2 separate regions of the Cricetulus griseus genome follow, and region 1 is linked to region 2. The links are chromatin contacts, called in public Hi-C maps. All regions are on one chromosome and are shown on one strand. The core of a region is the stretch at or near the end of the contact, and the rest is flanking DNA. Distances in the headings are between cores, read along the strand shown. Region 1 holds the start of LOC100774011 (serine/threonine-protein phosphatase 6 regulatory ankyrin repeat subunit B). Region 2 overlaps LOC100774011 (serine/threonine-protein phosphatase 6 regulatory ankyrin repeat subunit B).

Region 1 (4,736 bases), core at 298-2,797, 240 kb after region 2:
AGTGGGGGAAGGGAAAGAAAGGACACAGTAAATATGTAAGGAAAACAAGTTGAGTAAATTCAATCTAAAGAGCAAAAGAAATCACTGTGTATCACAGCTGCAATGGTTGTATTTAAGTTGCAGGACATTCTGACTGGATACTAACTAGTAGGACACCTCTTAACAAGTTTGAGGTGAAGCCGGGCAGAGGTGGCATAAACCTTTAATCCCAGCACTCAGAAGGCAGAGACAGGCGGATCTCTGTGAGTTCAAGGCCAGCATGGTGCATAGTCTACAAAGCCACACAGAGAAACCCTGTCTCAAAAAATCAAAAAAGGAGGAGGAGGAGAAAGTGGTAGTAGTCGTAGCAGTAATAGTTTGAGGTGTTTAATGGCCTGTCTAGCACCGTGTGTCAAAGTCAAGACTGCCTCTCCGTTTGTCAGGCCCCCAAAACAATATTTCACTGTGGATGAATAAACCCGGGCCTGGAAAAACATGTTTTTTTGTTTTGTTTTGTGTTTTGTTTTTGTTTTTCATTTAAAGAGCTGCAAAGAGGTTTGGGTTTTTTGTTTTGTTGTTTTGTCTCTCAATCTCGCAACTTGCTTGGGCTTCCATGAGTGTCAATGTCCACTTGTGTAGCAAGGACTGTCAATAGGATTCACCAAATAACCCCATTGCTTCAAGCAGAACTCCAGGGTTGCCTGGTGTGACGTCTCAGCCAGAAAAGCAACAAAGCTGATGCGCACCAGCATCTGCAAGCTCACCCTGGGACCTGACTTCACCTCCGACTGGGAGATCGGAGCCCAGCGCGCATCTCTCAGCACCCCCATCCCGCACCCTACACCCAGCCTCTGGGCAACTAAAGAGGAAGTCGAGATGTCCTATCCAACGGATGAAGACAACCGGCCGCACCGGAGCGGGGATCCGGGCCAGTCTCTTGCCTGGCGAGGGGGAGAGGTCCAGAGCTGCGAGCCTCTCTCCCGGCGTCCACCTTCCTCCTCCTCCTCCTGACCCCGAGGGCAGCCTTCCCCGGGACAACCCCAGCCTGACTACTCCCGAGTGCGCAGCACGGCCCGAGGCTCCCCCTCCCCCGGTCGCTGCGGCGGCGGCCCGCGTCCCCCGCGCACGGCGGCCACTCCCGCACCCTGCCGACCCTCTCCAGCCGCGAACGCGCACTTGCGACGGCCCAGGGCGGAGACTGCGCGGGAGCTGAGCCCCGCGGCCGGCCGTGCACGCTCCAGCCTGCGCGTAAACAGCTCCGGGCGCGCTCCGCTCCGCTCCACGCCGCGCCCGCCGCGCCCCCTTCTCCGCGCCCCGCGCCCGGCGCCCGGCGTCCCTACCTGGTCGCAGAGTTTGAGCACTGCCATTCTTCCGCTCCCGCGCGCGCGCACACATACAGGTCTCAGCTCCGCAGATGTCACGCCAGGAGCCGGGGAAACGGAAGGGACAGCGCGGGGACCCGCCAGGAGCCGGGCTCCCGAATGTGACAGCCCTCCCACTGCTCCGCCGCCGCCGCCGCCGCTGCCGCCAGCAGCCCAGAGCCCAACCCCGGCTCGCGGGAGTCGCAGCCCGGCCCGCCCGCCTTTATACAGGAAGTGCCGGCCGCTGCCAGCTGGGCCGCCACTGACATCACCGCGCGCTGCCTCCCTCGCGCCGCCCGGGCCGACGCTGCCTCCTGCCGCCCGCAGCGGCTCCTCGCAGCCCGCGGCCCCGGCGCCCTCCCGCACCTGCACCCCGCACTGTCAGAAGCCCGAGGATGGGGGGTGGGGGGCTGACGGCGACCCTCCCCAGCAATCCCACCCTCGCGCACGCGACTGATGGCAAGCCCTCGCAGACACACCCCAGGGGCCCAGAAATCTTGCCACTCACAAGCCACCAACTTTCACCCTGGAGACTGCGTCACACCCCCTTTTCCCTAAACCTCTTCCCTAATCAGATTGCTCCAGCGCTCCAAATTTCTGCCACCTGGCCGCAGTGTGGACAGTCTCTTTGTTTAACATAGCGGAGGCCCTGGGCTCAGGATTCCAGTATTTCCCTAACACGTAGGGGCGGGAGGAACAGGGGCTCGGGCCCTTCATTTCAACTTCTGCAGCCACCTCCTAGCTAAACCACACACTACCCTAAATTGGTAGCCTGGACTTGGGGCTGGGGTAGCAATGAGAAGAAGAAAAAGAAAAAAAATTAAAAAAGAGAACAGTTCTAAATTGCTGCACAATCCTGCTGAATTAGTGTGTAAGTTGCCATGCTCCCCCCTCCCCTCCCGCCCCGCCCACAGACAGAAGACAGCTGCCCAGCAGCATGGGTTTCTAATACAGTGGTAGCAATCCGTAGTGCTTCTGAAATCTGGGAAGATAACTTATTAATTCAGGCAGAGGATAGGCATGGAATAAAACGGGGTGTAAGCAGATAAGATACTGGGCTGGCTAGTTTTTACCTCAGCTTGACACAGACTGTAGTCATTTGAGAAGAGAGAACCTCGGTTAAGAAAATGCCCTCACCAGATTGACTCGGGGGCAAGCCGATGCAGTGTTTTCTTGACTAATGATTAACTTGGGAAGACTCAGCTCACTGTGAGGGATGGCACCCCTGGATGATTGGTCCTGGGTGTGTAAGAAAGCAAGCAGGGCAAGCCATGAGAAGCAAGTCTGTAAATAGCCTGTGCTTCAGTTCCTGCCTCCAAGGTCCTGCTTCCAGGTTCCTGCCCTGGCTTTCTTCAGTGATGTGGAAGTGTAAGTGGAAATAAACCCTTTCTTCCACAAGTTGTTTTTGGTCATTTTTTTTTATTACAACAATAGAAACCGCAAGTAAAATGCTCAGATAAACCAGATAGTCATTGCTGATTGATATGATTTCAGACTGAGATAAGGGGTCATGAGGAGGGGTACTTGTGAAGGAAAAGGCCAGACCAGATTGGTGGATGAGGGCAGGCTTCTGTGAGAGAGGGGGAAAGCTGAGATCTAGAAAGAAAAGTTAATCAGGGAAGTGAGAGGTGGGGGCACTCCCAGGAAGCCATAAGTGCCCCTAGCAGGCCATGGAGCAAGCCTTCAGGCCTGTTGAACAAGTCACAGCTAGAGAGTGCTCTGTAGTTCCCTCACAAACCAATTATAGATTTTTCTCCCCGTGTCAGTGCCTCACCGAAGATTTCATGGTAGAGGGGAGTGACCGCAGTTGTTTACATCCTTGCATATCACCAACCCATGCTAGCTGGTGAACAGCTAAATCCCAAAGCTACTCTAACCCACCCTAGAGATTGGGTTCAACTCATTGCAGAGAAGGGGACCTGAGGAAGCACCCTCCTGGGTCCCCCTCCTTGGCCATAAGTGATAATCAGACACACTTTCCCCACAAAGTCATTGTCCCCAGACTCTTTTCAAACACAACTCAGGTTGTCTGTGGTGTGTTTGAGGCACTTCCATGCTACTGTTCCATAGACCGTGGGGGGGGGGGTGTATGAGGCACCTCCACACTCCTGTTTCACACAGTGTGTGTGTATGAGGCACCCCCCATGCTGCTGTTCAGCAGACTGTTCACTAATATCTTGCATAGATTTGTAAGTAAATAAAACAGGGAATTCCCAAGCTAAATATAATCATATTTCTAAAAGAGAGATAACAGATTATATAGTTTGACAGATTCACTTAAAATATGCATATGCATGAGTTCTTGAGTCAGAGTCAGTCCCCCACCCACCCACCTACCCCCTTCCTCTCTGAGACAGTGTCTCACTATATTACTGTCAATCTGGCCTTGAACTCTCAGTCCTCCTATTTCTGCATCCCAAGTGAGTGCTGCCACAGAAGGCTGTCACTGGAACCCTAGAAGTCTCTTTCATAGAAATTGTAAGTAGTACCTTTAACATTGCCTTCACTACCCTGAATTGAAATTCAAACATAATATATCTACTTACACAAATTTATTTTAAAATTCAATATGTTGCCCTAATTAGATAATAAATGAAAAACAAATGGGGAGATATAGTGGCTGCATATTTCAACAGATAAATGATGCATACAGCGCAAGCCTACTAGAAGACAAAGCAGTAACATTGTGGATACATTGTGTCTCAGAGCACTTACCGACGCAGAGTAATCTGAATGTGTGGTATCAGCCTCTCAAACCTCAAGACCAGAGTGCCTTGATCTCAGAACTGCAGACTAGGTCAGGAGTTCAAGGTCATTCTCAGCTACATCAAGTTTAAAGCCAGCCTGGCCCCCTCTCAAAACAAAACACGAGAACAGCCATGGAAGTGACTCTCTGGGTAGAAGCACTAGCCTTCAACCCAAACAACTTGCTTATGCAATATAAGCTCGCCTTGGTCACTGTGTTAAAGACACCTCAGATGGTTGGATCTGAGAACAGAAAGTACTTGAGATGCCTTGGTAAGACCCATGTGTGCCAGAATGTGGACTACACAACCCAAGGAATTCACCACTTTATTGAATCTTCTGGTGGTCTAGGGGTCTGGCCACTGACAGGGTGTCTTCTGAGAAATAAAAGACAAATGGCTACCCTTTATACCACTGCTCTGTGTCAATTTGAGTGTTCCCTGGGAATACACATGTTAAATTTTGATCCCCACTGAGAAGGTGGAAACTTGCTACCATGTGGTATCTCAAGGTAAGGACTTTGTAGGTGACTGGAGCAAGAGAAGGCCCTCAGGTTGGGGCCTCATGGTTGAATTATTGGTGGCTGTATAAAAAGTGGGAGGGGACCAGACAGATACTTAGACACAGCACACTCCCTGTTTCTTGCTGTGT
Region 2 (4,592 bases), core at 1,905-4,404:
GCCTCAGAAAACTTACAATGCATGTAGATACACAAGGACAATGGCCAGCATACTTAGGTTTAATAAAGAGAAGACACACGGGAGGGGGGAGAAGCATGCAGGCAGGAGACCGTGAGCATTTTTGGAACAACAGCTGTAATGAAGGTACTTAGCCCCTGTGCTTTCTCTTTTAATCCTCACAATTAAAAGAACAAAAACCCATTTGTTGTTTTCTAGTTAAAGCAGCTTAGCATAAAACACAATGGATAGAGTCCTACTAATTACAGCTTTCTACTTCCAGTCTGGATGGTTTTGTGTACTGGGCATGAGAAAATACTCAGGGTAGTTCAAACGCCAAGTTTACCTACATGATGAATTCTCCTGTTTCTTCTATGTGCTTGTATTTCCTTTTTTTCTTTAATTTTTTTCATACACTATATTTTGAGCATGTTTTCCACTCCCCTAACTCCTACCAGATCCTCCTACCTCCCTACCCACACAATTTCATTTTCTTGTCCTCTCCCCAAAACAAAAACAAAACAAAAAATGATAATAAAAGCAAACCAATGAGACAAAAAAAAAATGTCAAAACAAGCCTACAACAACAACAAAACCAGTTGGTGTTCATTTTGTGTTAGCCATCCACTCCTGGGCACGGGACCTGTCCTGTCCAGGAGTGTGGTTGATATACCTAGGGAGACTCCATTGCAGAAAACAGATCTTCTCTTTGCCAGCAGACAACCATTGCCAATAGTTTCTTGATTAGGGATGAATTTTACTATGCTAAGATGTCACTGTGAGTACCGAACTTTAAAATGATTTAAATTATCATTGTAAACTATTTCAAGAAATATATCATTAAGCAACTTAAATGCTTTAATCATGACTCATCTACTTAAGCCTTTAAAGATGGAAACTATGGGTAAACAAGGAGAGGGGATTTGGGAGTCCGGCACGTTTCAGGGATACCACAAGTCCATCTGGAAATCTCAACCCTGGAGCGCCCCCCTCCCCATTTGCACAACCTCATTTCTTCATTTAAATTTTTCAAGTGAAAGATATGAGATTCTCTGAGCTGATGACCCCAGAGATTCAAATCATTCAGACAGGAAATAGTGCCCAGAGCAGGTCAGGTCTCTTTATGGGTCAAGGGTTAGGGGCATCTGGTTCCATTTCCCTGCTAGAATGCTTTTACCTAAGAACAATATGCCTTGGGTTTTATAAAGGTAATTGCTCCAGTAAACTCTGGAGAGGGTGATGAGCCTACTTTTTTTACTTGAAGTAAAAAAAAAAAAAAAAAAAAAAATTAAGTGTTAGCTTGTAGAGGAAAAGTCCATTGGGATGACTCTGGTCGAGTCACCCCATTACGTGTGGCTTTGGCTTCTATTCTTTTGTAAGTTTGTGACCTTTGAGACCTAAGTCACACCATCTCCTTTATCTCCTCAAATCTGAACAATTGATTTCTGTTTTGCTCAGAGTAAACTCAAAGTTGTTACCACAGACTAGGAGGCCCTGTGAGATGTTGTGGCGGCTGTTCTTGTTCTCCCCATGCTCTCTCCCCACTCTGGTGGCCACACTGTTGTTCTGTGGACATGCCAAGCATTCTCCTATGCCAGGACTTTACACCTGTGCCCAGCACCTTCTGTCAGATAGCAGTGGGACTAGCTCTCAGGCCCACTGTGCAGATGTGATATTCTAAGCTCTGTAAAATAGCACCCTGTCTGCCACCTCAATACTCCACCGCATGGATTCCATTCCATTTTCTCCTGTAACACTTATTACCATCTGGCCTGCAATTACTTGCTAATATCTCTTCAGTATGGGAAACTCTTCAAGGACAGAGGCCTCATTCCTCCCCTGTAACATCTCCCCCTAGAAAAGTGTTTGGCACTATTCATAGCCAGTGTGTGTCCCCTGGAGGACAGAGACTGGTACTGATGAGGATGAAGCTGGGATGTTGACACACAGGGGCCACCAGATCCTCTTCTAATTGCTTTACCCCAATTAGCTCATGCCATTCCCACAATGGCTCTTGATGAGGCACTGATATCCCTTCCTTCTGATGGGTGGGGAAACTGAGACACAAGACGTTAGGTATTTGGCCAACATCACACAACTAACAAACTGACAAACTCAAAGGAACCTTAACTAATTCACCCCCTTTAATTTACAGTGGAAGAAAACATGTTCAGATGAGTTACTGATGAGAAGAGTGGCATCTAGCACTGCCTCTCCCTGTCTTCTCTGACCCCCCCTGCCAGCTGCAGCACTGCTTTTGCCATGGTGTCATCACCATGCCACCCTTCCCTATGTGAGGGGAGACCCAGAGAGCTCAGAAGCACACCTCACACACAGTGAACACAAAGCAAATAATTTGGGGAGGGGGGCAGAAATGAGGATAGAATGTTTGGAAGCCTAGAACTCTCTTCTCAGTAGCAATTCAGTCAGCTCCATGTAGAAAGGGCATGAGGATTTGGCTCTATAAACCCTGGCTAAGAGCATCTATGCATACCCAGCTCTGGCACAGCTGGGTCAGGCACAGCTGACAGCAGCACGGGGGACCTTGCTTGGGTACAGAAGACAGCTGCACAGGATTGAAAGAGCAGCCTGCTCTCAGAGCCAACTGCTATGAAACCCTGTCCATATGAGCACGCCACTGCCCACCCACCTTCTCCATCCAAGTCTACCTCCTGGAACCAAGATCGATGGCTAATTTCACAGCATCCAAAATGTATGTGTGCATGAGAGAAGGTTTATGTGTTTAGTGGATGTGTTGATGGGTGTGTCAGAGGCTATGAGTGGGCTCTACAGCTATGCTGGCAAGTATGTGGGGACACAGGCAGTGGAGGGTGGGCTCCTCACAGAGTGACTGGCCCTGGACACTCCCAATCCTTGTGTCGAGGCCTTGTCTCTTCTCACCTTGTAGGAATGCCCACTGGTACCTATTAATAAAACATTCCCCTCTCTAAACTTTCATTGGAATAACACTAAAGAAGTGTTTGTGCATCATATAGATAAAATGTACCTGTTAAAAGTAGACCTGGCTCCTTTTCATTCTCCTTGAATCCTGTCCCATTGTATTTACTAAACAAAGACACATCTAAATACCATCTGGACCTCTATGACTAGCGCATGACTGAGTGTTCACCATTCAACAGTGCTGGGGGCAGGCGAGCTGGCTGTGGCTGGGTGTGACTGCCAGGCAGCAGGGCTCTTTCAAACAGCTGCCAATCACTAAGAGTGAGTCAGATACCATCTGAAGCAGAGTTATGAGAGTGGAAGTACCTCCAGGAAGAGTTTAGGAGTCAAAAGTCTCCCCTGATTACCAGGAGGTGGGGAGTGAGTATTGCTAGTGAGAGCTCTGTCCCTCCCAGATCTCTCCAGCATGGACACTGGAGCCAGGACCTCCCTGGAGGCCCAAAGGCAAACCAGGAAGAATGACACAGTTGCTACCCCTTTTATTCTCACATAGGTTTGTTTAAAACCCACACAGGTTTTAATTGTGACATTTGAAAATGTGACATTGATTATTCATAGGTTTAACATTTGCATATCATTCTCTATAATCAGATCTTCAGCCAAAATGTTTCCTTTATATAAAAAAATGACTAAAGCTTACGGTGATCACTTATTATACCTGCTGTGGTAGCAACTTTATGCAGGCTTCATCTTTATATTTGTCCCCGTTCTACAGATGGGACACGGAGGACAAGGTAGGTAACTGTATGTAAGGAGAGGCTGGTGAAGCCAGGCCTATGTGAAGTAGGCTCTCTTGGCTGCCTATGCTTTCAACCCTCTGCTATTCTCATTAGCACCGATCACTGCCTTTCTGGGCTACATCTCAACAGCAGGCTAACTTTTTTGAACTTGTTCTTTGTGAGACAAATGGGAAGCTGCCCATGGCAGTTCACTTACCGCTAAGTGGAGTGGACTCTTGGGAGCAACGCAATCTGATTCTTCAAAATCAGTGTTGGTTCTTTCCAAAAGCTGTGGAGACAAAAAATAAACCAATAAATAAAAGAGTCATTAAGAAATTGTGATTTCTGGTTACTAACATGGGCATAAGTAAGGAGCGAGGCTTCAAACGTCAAGACAATTTTACAGCGTATCAGCAAACAAAGTGCCAAGATCAAGTATCACTGTCTCCAATTGACATGCAAACCAAGGACTTAAGCTTCCCGATCAACTTGACATTTGCTAGCTACTCAAAAGAGATGTTTGTACTTGAAAAGATGCTTCTTTGCCAATCCAGAAAATATCATGCATATTACATCTATTTCCCCGAGAGAATTCATAGTGAAAAATGATAGCTGGTGTTTATTTCATTATCAAATACACATTTACAGAAAATACTGTTGGGAAAAAATAGGTGAGTTCCCTTATTGTCATGAAGTTTACAGTTTAGAAAAAGAAACCAAACACAGACAAATAAATATACAAACAAGGAAGCATTTGAAGTGGCATGCGCCTCCATGAAAATAAAACATGGTGGTGGAATACGAGGCTGAGGGTTACCCTGGACCCATGGGAAGGGAAGGCCTCTCCAAGGTGATATTTCCAGTCTGAAACAATGAGATGTAAGAGAAGCAACATTGTAACAACAGAGGACTGGG

The links. A called contact is a pair of places that touch in the nucleus more often than the background predicts.
Region 1: a Hi-C map of fibroblasts shows a contact between it and region 2, with 3 times the contacts expected there. The contact joins the promoter of LOC100774011 here to the enhancer-like site in region 2. A contact is called at or near these places in 3 of 8 Hi-C or Micro-C datasets (the CHO-K1 cell line and fibroblasts).

Annotation. Positions count from the first base shown.
Region 1 is chr2:409,357,155-409,361,890 of CriGri-PICRH-1.0, forward strand. LOC100774011 (serine/threonine-protein phosphatase 6 regulatory ankyrin repeat subunit B) reads right to left here and starts at 1,548. Exons shown (of 28, transcript XM_035440952.1): 1 at 1,320-1,548. The coding sequence starts at 1,346.
Region 2 is chr2:409,113,962-409,118,553 of CriGri-PICRH-1.0, forward strand. LOC100774011 (serine/threonine-protein phosphatase 6 regulatory ankyrin repeat subunit B) reads right to left here. Exons shown (of 28, transcript XM_035440952.1): 17 at 3,895-3,966. Among named protein-coding and RNA genes, the nearest start is that of Pgap1, 99 kb to the left of the region's middle. Within about 2 kb of position 3,155, at least 2 of the 6 cell types and tissues checked have open chromatin away from gene starts, as enhancers often do. A contact at or near this core is called in the CHO-K1 cell line and fibroblasts, where this site is marked.